Regions from separate parts of the Sus scrofa genome. Here region 2 is linked to region 1. The links are chromatin contacts, called in public HiChIP or PLAC-seq maps. All regions are on one chromosome and are shown on one strand. The core of a region is the stretch at or near the end of the contact, and the rest is flanking DNA. Distances in the headings are between cores, read along the strand shown. Region 1 overlaps MRPS18A (39S ribosomal protein S18a, mitochondrial). Region 2 has its middle 44 kb from the start of C7H6orf223.

Region 1 (6,541 bases), core at 3,421-5,920:
GTCCCTTGCGTTGACAATGCTGGAGGAGCCGGGGGCCGTAGGGCGGGCTGGGGTGGAGTGCGGGCGGAGCTGCCTCAGTCAGTGGTACAGCAGCAGGGGCCTGCCCGAGTAGGAGACGTTGTCCTTCAAGAGGGGGGACCCCACGGGCATGCGCACCTTGTTCCAGCGGTGGCCTTTGTTGTAGATGGGCTTGACAGAGCGGGGAGACCAGCGGGTCAGGTACCTGTGGAGGGAGGACGGGAGGCAGCTGTGAGGGCTGGCGGCCCACCAAATCCTTTTGCCAGTTTTCCTTTCCTGAGAAGGGGCTTTTCCTGGGAGCCACCGCCAAGTGTGCTGTAAACAGATGGGTTGGGCTCCTGCTGCTTCAGGCGTGTGTGGCCAGGGCCAGGCTGCACAAGGCCACGTGCGCCCTTGATCCTGATGAGTTGTCAATGTTTGTGTGTATCTGCTGGGGGAGGAGGCGGAGGAAGAGGCTGCGCAGCCATGGGGAGAGGAGGCTGACGTAAGGGCCTGGAGGAGACCTTCCCTCTGCCCCACTTGGCTCATCTGCCCCCCACCCCCCACCCCAGCCTTCAGGGAACAAGCCTGGGCAGCCCCTCCCCCAACCCATGACAGGAGCCAAGGGTGAGGGCCTGTGGGTGCAGACCTAGCCCAGGAAGGTTCTTGTGAGTGGGTGCGGGGAAAGATGGCTGCCGCCCATAGTCCTCTGACCCCCTCTGGGGATGGCAGGGCCCTGACGGTTCCCGGAAAAGTGGCCCACGCCGGCTGGACTGGGGTTTGCTCCGTCCAGAACGAAACCTGGATCCCATCCAGAGAGGCCCACCCTTTGTCTTGAAAGCTCAACCATGGCAAAGGCCAGGATCCTCCCCTGCTTCCATGTTAGGTTGCGGCTCAACCCAGCTGCCTCCAGGGACCCTCAAATGAGAGGCTTAATTTAAAAAATTAATAACCGTGGCTGAAACTTTTAGATACCAGTGAAAAAATGGCTGCTGATGTATATATTTCCATTGAGCTCCCTGGACCTCCGTCTTCTGCCGGGAGAGGAAGTAAAGAGCTGTGGGGTGCGGTGGGCAGGCGGGAGCAGCCTTCCCCGCGTCCTGGTCTGTCAGCGCCCCAGCGGGAGCACCTGTGCGGCGGGCTGGTGGTGCTGCGCCGGCAGGAGAGTAAGGGTAAAGGGACGGCAGCATGTGGCAGGCCCCAGGCTTTGGGGGGTTGGGGGGATGGGTGGAGAAGTGGGCTGTGGGAGCAGAATCCCCCAAAGGGGTGCCCACCGGATCTGAAGACCCAGAAAACCCGAAGGCTGACCGGGTCCTCCGAAGCTGTTGCCCCAAAGCTGTCCTTTCCCCCTCGCCCTGGAGAGACCTCAGGAAGCCAGGCTTTAGCTGTCCCTGGACCTGAGGCCTGTGCTACACAGAGCAGCCAGCCACGGGGAGAGGGCCGGGGCCTCTGGCCAGCTCTCTGGGGTCACTCCAGCTCTAAGAAGCACCAAGGCTCCTTTCTCCTACCTCTCCCGAAGGGGTGGGGAAGGAGGAAGCGTGGCTCCCCAGGGCCCAGGAGGGCCTAGGCCAGTGCCTGGCAGCTCAAGGACCTTTGGATGGAATCATAATGTCCCTTGTAAGGAATCAACCTCCCTCATAGCCAGGACTCCCTCTCCTCCCCAGGGTGGCCTTTTGCAACCTTAGAGCCCCCACACGTCATCAATCCTGTGTCACGTTAAAGGACACCGGATATATGGGAGGGAGTCTGGCTTTGCTTCAAAGGCCCGAGGGCAGGATGGATTGTGTCCTGAGGCCTGCTGCTGTCTCTGAACAAGTCAGGGCGGGGGTGGGCTCAACCCCCAAATGGTCCACAGCACTTTTGGGAAAGACAGAAAGAGGTTAATATGTCCCATTCCCTCAGGGCTGCTGGCAGATGGCCTAGCTAGCAGTGTGGGCGGTGCAGGTGGCCAGGCGTGCGTGAAGCCTTAGTGCTGGCCCTGTGCCCCCAGCCCAGCAATCCATGGCCTCCTATGCTCCATGCCTGGCTTCTGTTGGGGATCAGCCTAGGAGGTTTGCTGCGGGCAGAGTGTCTTGCTTTGCTTTAACCACAGACCACAGTTTCAGTGGTGTCAGGACAGGCTGAAGGAGGGAGGGGCCACTGATGGGGGGAACAAGAAAAAACACCAACATCAACTTTACAGACACAGACCTACTCTCAACAAAGGGATACTGTAGTGCTAGGAGTATGTGATGTGGTATCATCAGAGATGACTTTTTGGGTGTCAAACAAGAATCTATTTCTACACCAGAGGGGCCACCCTGCTTAGGCTGGAAGGCAGACTGACGGATTCCAGGATCTAGGGGCCTTCCTCTCCTCCTCTGTAGAACCTCGGGACCTCATGGAGCGCCACGTGTAGCTGTGCAGGTCGTTGACTGCACAACTCTAGGAGCACTATTCGCAACCTAGTCGACGTGGAGGCAGCCTTGAAGTTCTGCAGTGTCGGATTTGTAGAGCTCTACCCAGCGGCCCTGCCACGAGAGCCCTCTCATTTCCATTTCTAAGGCCTCATTCTGCCCTTTAATAACCCCGGTGCTATGACTGAAGGTTTGTAGAAGTGCTCTGACATTCCCATAGCAACCCAGTATGATGTCATAAACAGAGGATTAGCACATTCTAATGCCCGAGCAGCAGACCTTCTTACCCCTTTACCCCATGCTAAGGGCGGGGGAGAGCCAAGGAGGGGGGCCGAGGATGGCTGGGAGGGTAACAGAGGCACACACAGCGGCAACTGCAGTGTGGAACCGAGCATGGGGAGTGGGGGGGTGGGGGGTGGAGCACTCTGGCTTTTCTGAGCCGTGGGATGAGCTCCAGGAGGCGGCTTCCCCAGCGAGGGCCGAGGGCCTGCAGAACTCTCTGGGTGCTGACACCCAAGGTGGCTTACCTGTTGAGTCGGGGTTTGCTCTTTGGAACAAATCCTTCAGGAAGCTTCGGCCTGTGATTTGGGAGCAGACCTGAGTGGAGGGAGGAGTACTTAAGGGGATGGCTGGAGGGAAAGCCCAAGGGGGTGGGAGGCTGGCCCAGGCGGGTGCGTGTCATGAAGCCAGTCCAGGAGGGGCCGGACCATGGGGCAGCTGGAGGGTGGAAGTGGTGCCCACAGCCCCATGCCCTCTTAGCCCCGAGGGGCCTTCTACCTGCCCGGTGGGCCATCTTCACACACTCCTCAATTTTGAGGTGCTCCTCCTGGCACAGGCCTGTGATTCTTCGGGGCAGCATGCCCCCGTGTGGCCGGATGAACTGGCTGAGCAGCAGAACATCCTGGTGGTAACAGAAAATAGGAGAGGAGAGTCATCTGGAGGGACTGCAAGGGGCTGAAGCCTCCCTCTGGAACCGACCTGAGACCAAATCCCTCCACAGAGCTTTGCGCATGGGCCTGCGGCCTCCACCCTCCTAAGACTTCAATCCCCACTTAGCTAGATTTCCTGACCCTCTTACCACCCCAAGAGCGCTCAGCTCCTCCGTGAGATGGTCTTTTCAGAGACTAGGTTAGCGAACGAGAACACACCGACACCTTCCCTGGTGATGAAAGGTCTGCTTTTCTTGGGTGTCGCAGGGGTATGTTCTGTATTTCTGCCCAAGAGGGGAAAACCTGCACCTCTTCTGCCCCAGCCTACGAGCCACAGGCTAGAGGACCCTTGGAGAGCCCCCTACAGTCTGCTGTTCCCTCTGAAGCCCCAGGCAGCAACGAGCTGAAGACGAAGGGGCCAGGGTTGAGAGGTTAAATCCCAGGTCTTTCCAAACCCTCGGGACCAGATGTAAATGGATTCTTGGGCTTTCTTTGAGCCATCAGACTGCTTTGTATTGAATTAAGGAAAGAGGGATAAACAGAGCCAGAATCAAGAGAGACCACTTTCCCTCCCAATTCTCACCATCTGGCTGAGGGGGTTAAATAAGTCTCCCGCCCCGCCTACCCCGAGGGGCGTGGCCTGCCCTTCTGCAAAGTCCTGGTTCACAAACTGATTCGCTGCCCTGGCAGGCGCCTCGCTCCCTTGCTCCCTTGCTGCATAACCGCAGATTTGTTTTAGTCACTGGACAGCTCCCAGGGGACCCAGGCCCCCAATCCCCACCCCTGTAATCTTCAGAATCTGATAAAAAAGAATTTGGATTGGATTATCCAGGGCTAATACACTGGGCTCACAGCCTCAGCGCCCCCACTGCAGGCTGCCAAACAAGCCGATAGCTTTGTGCAGCCAGGCTGGTGGTGTCCTGAGCAGGAAGGGGTAAAACGAAAACAACTTCTTCAGGCTTCACCTTGGAGGGGATTGGATTTCTCCTGCTGAATAAACAGAGCCAAGTCCATTTCTTGGAAATGGCTGGTAGGAAGAGTGCTCTCCGGTGGCCAGGCATGTGGGGTGGGGGTGGGGAGTCACCTCCTCACCTGCAGCTGGGATGCCAAGCAGGGCCACCACCCCACTAACTTCCACGTCACAAGAAGCTGAGCACACTGCCCCGTGGCCTGCAAGTTCCCTGCTACTCCAGGTGGCCAGAAGCAGAAGGCCCGGGCAGGGCAGAACCCCCCACCCCCACCTTGGGGTGGCCTGAAGCCAAGGCTCCCAGCCCAGGAGATTAGTTGGGTTGTTCTGTTCAGATCCCATGGGCATGTGGCCTCTCCTGCTCTCACCACCTGACCAGGATCTCTGCCCTTAGTCATCCTATTCCACAGAGGGGCACAGGGACAACCTGCAGGTCACACTGGCCCAGAGCCTGAATCACCTGAAACCTAAAAATAGGGTGCTTAATATCACCCACAGAACACTGAAGGACAAGTGAGGGTTTCTCCAGGGCTGTGTCTTGCCCCGGGCCTGCCCCATCTCTAGATGATGGAGAACGGTAGCAGGGACCCAGGCCTGCCTGGGTTTTGTACCCCCGAGTTTGCGTCCCAGCTCTGACATTCACTAGCTCATTAACTTCGCCATGCCTCACATTTCCTCATTTATAAATACAGTACCCACTTGATGGGGATACTGTGAAAACTAAGTGAATGAGGGCATGGAGGTGCTTTCACACAGAGCAGCACTGCATGCAGCTCACACACACTTCTCTCTCGCCATCTCTCCATGACACACGGCTGTGGAAGAGCCACAGCAAACAGGTCTCTGTAAGTCCAATGTGGAAAGAGAGTAATGGGCCCTCAGATCACCCTGGGGCTCTCCCGATATGCCCTCCGTACAGAAGGAGGAAGCCAAACCCAGATCCTGATCCCCGCACGGCCCCCCCGCCCCCGGCTTCCCAGGAACACAGCCCTGAGACTGGGCCCCAGGGCCCTGGTGGTCTGAATCACACGAACTAAGTCACTGACTCTCTACCCTGCTGCACGTTAGAATCACCTAGGGCGCTTTCCAAAATAATGATGGCTGGGCTCTAGCCCAGGCCGCTGGAGTCAATGTCTGGGGGGTGGAGCCTGAACATTTTTTAAACCTCCCTGTATTTTTTTTGTTTTTGTTTTTAGCTGCTTCCATGGCATGTGGAAGTTCCTGGGCTAAGGATCAGACCTCAGCAGTGACAACAGTGAGTCCTTAACTGCCAGGCCACCAGGGAACTCCCTTCCCAGTGATTGATGTGCAGCCGGGAGGGAGAGCGCCGGACAAGATGCTTCTGTCTTGGTGGCTTCATGAGATGCTGCTTAAGCCCAGGGGCAACACGAGCTCCTCAATGTGCAAATGTGTGTCTGTGCTCAGACTCACCTCGTAGTTATACTTGTGCTTCAGGTTCCAGCGGCAGATGGGGCACTGACCAGTGGGGTTGGGGGGGTTTGGACTTTCCTGGGGAGTCTCTGTGATTCGGCCTTCGATCTAGGAGGCAGAGAGACAGCCAGTGAGGGAGAGGGCTGGGTGGAGCCTCTGGTCCCCAGGCAGCCCCCCAAGTGGTAGGAAATGCTGGTGAGCCTTCCTCTCTGGGGGCCTCGTGGGAGCAGCCAATGGGTCTCTCCGCCTAACTGTGGTGGTGGCTCTGCAGTTGCTGGATGCTAGGCTTTGGGGTGGCCTGCAAGGATAGTAGAAACCAGACAATGTTGGTGGCAAGAGGGAGGGGGCTTTGCTGTATCAGCTAACTGCTACTTTTCCTTCCTCAAAAAGACAAAAGCACCACAACATTACGGAGCCCTCTGCCTGCTTTGGGAAAAAGTCATAAATGCACATGGTAAAAAGTTTCAAACTGTGCAAGGATGTGGCGCCCAAAGGCAGTCTGTCTTCCATCCCACGTATCCTTCTCAGAGGAAACAGCAGCTTCCACGTTAGCTGACGGGGATAAGTCTATGCCAGTGGTCCTCAGCCAGGCATGATTTGCCTCCCAGGGGACCCTGGACAATGACTGAGACAGACATCTCTGATCGTCTCCACAGGGGGATGGGGAGCTACTGGCCTCTAGTGGGAAGTTTCTACAACACAGAGGTCAGTCCCCACAACAGAGGATCAGCCAGTCTAAAATGCCAACAGTGCTGGCCTGAGAGAACAGGTCTAGGCCAAAGAAGATGGCCGCGTGCACCCCCTTCTCCCCTCTCATAAAA
Region 2 (6,779 bases), core at 1,856-4,355, 300 kb after region 1:
GGTCACTCAGTCTCGCCAGCTCTCAACTCATATTCCCTCAACCCCAGGACCTCAGCCTTTCCTCTGAAGGGTGGGACCAGAGTTTGACATGCTCAGCTGGGGTCTCTTGGGAGATGGTGGGTCTTGGGCTAAACCCCTCTGCTTAGATGCTCCAGGGCAGTGGCGGGTAGGGGCAGGTTCTGGGTTGGGGTCCTGCGGGCCTTCCACTCCATCCCAGGAAGTGTCCCCAGATACATCCTTTGACCTCTGGGAGTCCAGTCCCCCAGGATCTGGTCCCTTCTACTTCTCTGGCCTCATTTGCCACTGTTCCCTCCCTCATCCCTTCCACACCTTTGCTGCTCCTCCAACAAGCTAGCTCTGCAAGCACCCCAGGGCCTTTGCACATGCTTTTCCCACTCTCAGAATGTTTTCCCCTCATTTTGCACACGGATCCCTCTTTCAGATCTTTACTCCAGCATTACCTTCTCAGTGTGGCCTTTTCTCTATTGCGTCACCCCCTTACTCCCATACCCCATCCGTCCTCCCTCTTCATTCTCCTTCAGAGGACTTACCACCTTCTAAGATATTTCTTTTGTTCCAGGTTTTCGCCCTCCACTAGAATGCCAGCTCCATGAGGTCAAGGGCCTCTGTCACTTTTTGTTTTGCTTTGTTTTGTTTTTTGTCTTTTTGTCTTTTCTAGGGCCGCACACACGGCATATGGAAGTTCCCAGGCTAGGGGTCTCATCGGAGCTGTAGCCGAAGGGCCTCTGTCGCTTTGGCTCATGGCTGTCTCTCTTGGGCCTGGAAGAGGGCTTGGCACATAGTGAGTACTCAGTAAATCTGTTGAGCAAGAAAGGGAGGGGACACCCAGAGAGCAACATGCCCCAAAGAGACCTCAGCACCGTTGGGGTGGCAAGAGTCCAGCAAGTCCTGCTAAGAGCTGACCTGCAGCCGGGGGCACAGGAGTGGAATGGTGCTAAGGGAAGAGCCGATGGGGTCCTGCCCCTTGTGCCCTCAGTGCCACTTCATTCTGGTGGCAGCTTGGCGTGTCTGTGTTAGGGGCTGAGAGCAAGCATCTCCCTAGACCCAACTCACATCTCATCTCTAAAGGAAGCCCACCCTGGTTAGCGCCACCTGACCTTGGCTGGCTTTCCCCTCAGCCTTTTGGCCTCAGCTTGAGGAGGTGCCCCTGTGTGAAGCAGAGAGGAATGCAGTGAGGAGAAGGGAAGCTGCCTACCTGGCAGCCACTCTGTGCCAGGCACGTTCCATGCATTTTTCCCTCCACAGCAGCCCATTTTACAGATGAAGAAACTGAGGCCCAGAGTGATGCTAGAACCTGCCCAGAGTCACAGAACTAGTAAAAGAGGGAGCAGAACTCACACCCAGAGCTCTGACCCCTGTCTTTCCACCTGTCCCGGGGATTGTGGAATGGACTCCACAAGCCCAGGGGGAAGTGTGGAATTTGGGGTTCTGCCGAGGGGTCCCTGCAGGGCAGGCCTGGGTGCTGGGGTGGGCTGAGGAGGCCTGGGCCCCCACATAAGCTGCCGACACTCTGGCTCAGCTGTAGGGTGAGTCCCTCACCCTGGGTGGGCAGCAGGAGCGCCTCAAGGCCATCTCTGGGGTCAGGGCTGGCTTGCTTAGCTCCCGCTGGCTGCCAGCTCCCTCTGCTGGACCCAGCCCCAAGGACGCGCTCAGACACGGGGACGCCGCTGTCTGTCTGCACTTAGGCTCTGGCAGCCCCTCCCTATCGCATGTGGCCCGTCACATGCAGGGCACCTGCCGGGTCCTCCCCGTGTCTGGGCAACAGATCCTCCAAAGGAGCTGCTCTGGGTGACCTGGGAGCCTTACACTAGAGGAGAGAACAGGGAAGGGGGTTCCAATCCCAGCCACCACCATGCTTAGCTCAGACACGGCTGCTGTCTCTGTCAGCGGGGACCGTCTCCTCCATCACAGTCAGGGGCTCCCCGAGAACAGGGACCATCTCTCCCATCAGACTGGAAACTCCCTAAGGGCGAGGGCTCTGTCATCGCCCTCAGACTGGGAGCTGCCTGCAGGCAGGGGGCATCTCCCCATTCAGACTGAGAGTTCCTGAACTGCGGCGCTGCTCACCTGTGATGTAAACCCACCTTCACCCCCGAGGGACCCCGGGACACCTTCTCAGCAGCCCAGTCCCTCCTAGACCCCGGGCACCTGTCCCTGCCACGCCCACCACGTCATAGGCTCCCCTTCCCCACCTTTGGGGCTGAGTGAGGCTACACAGTGGCATCCTGACCTCAGCAGCCCGAGAGTCAGTGCAGCGAGCAGCCTAAGAGCCAGGGATGGGACGTGACTGCCCCCTGAACTCAGCTGTGGGCTTGGCCATGAGGAAAGTGATACTTCGGGGAGGTGGAGTGACCAATGACATCAGCCTACGTGACTGTCAGCCCAGCTTTCCCCTCTTCCCTCCACCCCTCCCACCCGCAGTGCTTGCATACTGACCTTCAGCTCATGGGCACAGGCCTCTCTACGTGCCCACCCCAAGGACGGGGCAGTACCCAGGGGGAGGGACTGTTCTCTGACTCCTTGTCTTCTAAGTAAGTACCCGGGGGCCCAAGGAGGCCGCAGGTCCCAGCCCTCTCCAGCCTGGGCATCTGGGGCAGGAGCCAGTCGCTTCCAGGGTGACCCACCCCCACCTTGCTGGCAGCCCTGACCTGAGAGAATTGAACGTTCTCTTGGCTCTGCTAGATCTCCTTCCTGAGTGCCTGGCAGGCTTCTGATGGCTGGAAGCCAGCATGGAGGGCACCTGGCTCCCCACCCCAGGCCTGCTGACAGAGCAGCCAGGCCTGCATCCCTGCATGGCCGGCTGTCCTAGGGAGTCAAGTTCAACTACCTTGGATGACCACCACTGGCCCCTGAGATGCCTTCCAGAGAATCCAGTTGCTGCAACAGCTCTTCTCAGGTGTCCCCTAGACCCCACCCAAGGGATGCCCGATCCAGAGCTCACCATCCAGACGGAGCCCCCAGCCAGGGCAGACCAGGTAGAGATGCCCAAAAGTAGACCAGCCATTGCCACATTTATTGCACTGTGCACCCTTATCAAGAAATATGATCAGAGCATGTGCTCAGCTAAAGTCTATTTCTTTCTAATTACGTCTGTTAAGGCCAATGACACAGCTGGCCTGAGGTAGCATACTAGTTGGGGCAAGTGACAAATCAGCAGAACTACAAAACATTTCACAGGGATATCCAGGAACAAGAAAGCTATAGGGAGCCTAGATAAGCTCCCATGCATCTCTAGGGTTGTGGGAAGTTGCATGAACCCTAAGAGGAGACTGGAGGGGGCTTCAGCTATCTGCCCATCCCTGGCTAAACACACAGGGAGTAAGAGTTGAGACAGATAGGTGAACTGCCTAATTTTTTTCTTTTTCTTCTTTTTGCTTTTTTAGGTCCATACCCACGGCAGGTGGAGGTTCCCAGGCTAGGAGTTGAATCAGAGCTAACAGCTACCAGCCTACACCACAGCCACAGCCACGCGGGATCCGAGCCACGTCTGCAACCTCCACCACAGCTCACGGCCTCGCTGAATCCTTAACCCACTGAGCCACCACGGGAACTCCTAAACTGCCTAAATCTTCTTTTTTTTTTTTTTTTTTCTTTTTGGCTTTTTGCCATTTCTAGGGCTGCTCCTGCGGCATATGGACATCCCCAGACTACGGGTCTAATCGGAGCTGTAGCCGCTGGCCTACGCCAGAGCCATAGCAACGCGGGATCCGAGCCGCGTCTGTAACCTACACCACAGCTCACGGCAACGCCAGATCCTTAACCCACTGAGGAAGGCCAGGGATTGAACCTGCAACCTCATGGTTCCTAGTCGGATTCACCAACCACTGAGCCACGATGGGAACTCCATAAACTGCCTAAATCTTGAATGTGTTCCCCAACCTGTACACAGACGCCTTGGATCCTAAATGGATCAAGGTATTTAAGCACAATTTCTGACCAATATATACACATACACACACACACACAATATCAATAAAGAGACAAAATATATACATAAAGAAATTCTGGAGTTGAAAAGTAAAATAGCTGAAATAAAAATTCACTAGAGGGTTTCAGTAGCATCTTTTGAGCTGGGAGATTAAAGAATCGGCAATAGAGCAACAGAGATTATTCAGTCTAAAGAACAGAAAGAAACAAAGAATAAAGAAAAATTAACAGAGGCTCAGATACCTGCAGAACATCACTGAACATAAAATGTGCACTTAATGGCGTTCTGGAGAAGAGGAGAGAAAGGCAGAAAAATATTTGAGGAAATAATGGTTCCCAAATTCCCAAAGTTGGTGAAAAATATTATTTTACACATTCAAACACAGCTCAAGTGGCAGTAATAAAAAAAGATCCATAGGCATCACACTGAAACTGTTGAAAGACAGAAGCAGAGAAAATCCTGAAAGTAGCAAGAGGAAAAAGATACATCATACAAGGGAACCACAATAAAATTAACAGCTGATTTTGTGCCAGTAAAAGAATAGAGACCAAAAGGAGGGAGATGGCATACTCAAAGTGCTGAAAGAGGGAGTTCCTGTCGTGGCGCAGGGGTTAACAAATCCGACTAAGAACCATGAGGTTGCAGGTTCGATCCCTGGCCTTGCTCAGTGGGTTAAGGATCTGGCATTGCTGTGAGCTGTGGTGTAGGTTGCAGACGCGGCTCGGATCCCACGTTGCTGTGGCTCTGGTGTAGGCTGGCAGCTACAGATCCGATTAGACCCTCAGCCTGGGAACCTCCATGTGCCGCAGGAAGTGGCCCTAGAAAAGGCAAAAAAAAAAAAAAAAAGACAAAGTGCTGAAAGAAAAAAAATCCTGTCAGTGAAGAAGTCTGTCCAATAAAAGTATCCTTCAAAAATGAAGGTGAAATAAGAAACTCCCAGACAAAGAGTGGGAATTTGTTGCTAACAGGCATGCCTTATAAAAAATACCTGAAGTCCTTCAGGGTAAAAAGAAATGACACCAGACAGTAACTTGAATCCATATGAAGAAATAAAGGGAGATCCCGTCGTGGCGCAGTGGTTAATGAATCCGACTAGGAACCATGAGGTTGCAGGTTTGGTCCCTGCCCTTGCTCAGTGGTTTGACCATCTGGCGTTGCTGTGAGCTGTGGTGTAGGGTCGCAGACTCGGCTCAGATCCCGCGTTGCTGTGGCTGTGGTGTAGGCCGGTGGCTACAGCTCCGATTGGACCCCTAGCCTGGGAACCTCCATATGCCGAGGGAGCGGCCCAAAGAAATAGCAAAAAGACCAAAAAAAAAAAAAAAAAAAAGAAATAAAGAACACCAAAAAATGCCATCATATAGGCAAATACAAAGACACTACAAATATGCATTTCTTTTTTATCCTCTCAACTGATTTAAAAAACAACTGTTGGGTTCATAAAGTAAAGAGGGAATCGAATTATACTGGAAAGAGAAGGATGTCAGACAATAACCTCCATCCACAGAAAAAAATGAAGAGGACCAGACATGATAAATATGTGGGTTAATATAAAACATTCTATAAATGTATTGTTCTCCTTTCTTTTCAGAAGTTTTTTAAAAGACATACGATCATATAAAACAATAATTATAACACATTGATTTATAACATATATGGATGCAACATATGTGATAATAATAGCATAAAGGGTAAGAGAGGGAATTAAGTTATATTGGAGCAAAGTTTTGATGGTTCACTGGAATTGAATTAGTGTTAAACTGATGTATATTGTGATAAGTTACCTATTATAATCTCTGGAAAAACTGAGATTAATAATTCAAATATTCAATAAAGAAACAACAACAAAGGAATTGGACATTGGAGAAAAATTTATTTACCACAAAAGAAGACAATAAAGGAAGACCAGAAGCACAACAACCAAAGAAGACGTGAAACATATAGAAAAAAAATAACAAAATTGCAGAGAGAAATCCAAGCATATCAGTAACTAGATTAAATGTGCATGACCTAAACATTATCAGACCAGATTTTAAAAAAACCAGATTCATTTAAACACTTCCTACAAGAGATATTTTGGATCCATAAACACAAATAGGTTGCAAGCAAAAGAATGAAAATATATATAGCATGCAAACAGCATCATATAAGTCGAGTGTCTATATCAATATTAAATAAAATAGATTTTAAGACAATAAAACATACTAAAGACAGAGACTTGTAATGATGAATGGGTCAATTCATCAAAATGATATAATAAACACATAATAAGCACATATAATAAACACATGCATCAAAATGATATAATAAACACATAATAAGCACATATAATAAACACATGCATCAAAATGATATAATAAACACATACCAACTGAGCCCCAAAATACACTAAACAAAAAACAGAAGGGGGAAATAGAGAATTCCACAATAGTAAGAAAGACATCTTACTGAACAGGAGAAAATGTTTGCAAATCTTATGACCAATAAGAGGTTAACATCCAAAATATATAAACAGCTTATATAGTTCAACATAAAAAAAAAAAAAAAAAAAACACCCAGTTAAAAAATGGGCGGAAGACCTGAATAGACATTTTTCCAAAGAGGACATTCAGATGGCCAACAGGCACATGAAAAGATACTCAACATCATTAATCGTCAGAGAAATGGAAATTAAAACCACAATGAGATATCACCTCATACCTGAAAAAGAACACAAATAGGAAGTGCTGGTGAGGACGTGGAGAAAAAGGGAACCCTAGTACAAAGGGAATGAAAATTGGTGCAGCCACTGTGGAAAACAGTAAGGAAGTTTCTCAGAAAACTAAGACTACGA

What was found. HiChIP or PLAC-seq counts read pairs in DNA pulled down with a chosen protein or histone mark.
Region 2: an H3K27ac HiChIP or PLAC-seq map of skeletal muscle shows a contact between it and region 1, with 3 times the contacts expected there. The contact joins two enhancer-like sites. A contact is called at or near these places in 1 of 47 Hi-C or Micro-C datasets (embryonic fibroblasts) and 1 of 2 datasets of contacts at active chromatin or transcription factors (skeletal muscle).

What each region holds. Positions count from the first base shown.
Region 1 is chr7:38,641,896-38,648,436 of Sscrofa11.1, forward strand. MRPS18A (39S ribosomal protein S18a, mitochondrial) reads right to left here. Exons shown (of 7, transcript XM_021098784.1): 4 at 5,721-5,828; 5 at 3,171-3,294; 6 at 2,921-2,990; 7 at 1-223. The coding sequence ends at 79. Among named protein-coding and RNA genes, the nearest start is that of MRPS18A, 12 kb to the right of the region's middle. Within about 2 kb of position 4,671, at least 11 of the 83 cell types and tissues checked have an H3K27ac peak or open chromatin away from gene starts, as enhancers often do. A contact at or near this core is called in skeletal muscle, where this site is marked.
Region 2 is chr7:38,945,601-38,952,379 of Sscrofa11.1, forward strand. No RefSeq gene overlaps it. Among named protein-coding and RNA genes, the nearest start is that of C7H6orf223, 44 kb to the right of the region's middle. Within about 2 kb of position 3,106, at least 8 of the 83 cell types and tissues checked have an H3K27ac peak or open chromatin away from gene starts, as enhancers often do. A contact at or near this core is called in skeletal muscle, where this site is marked.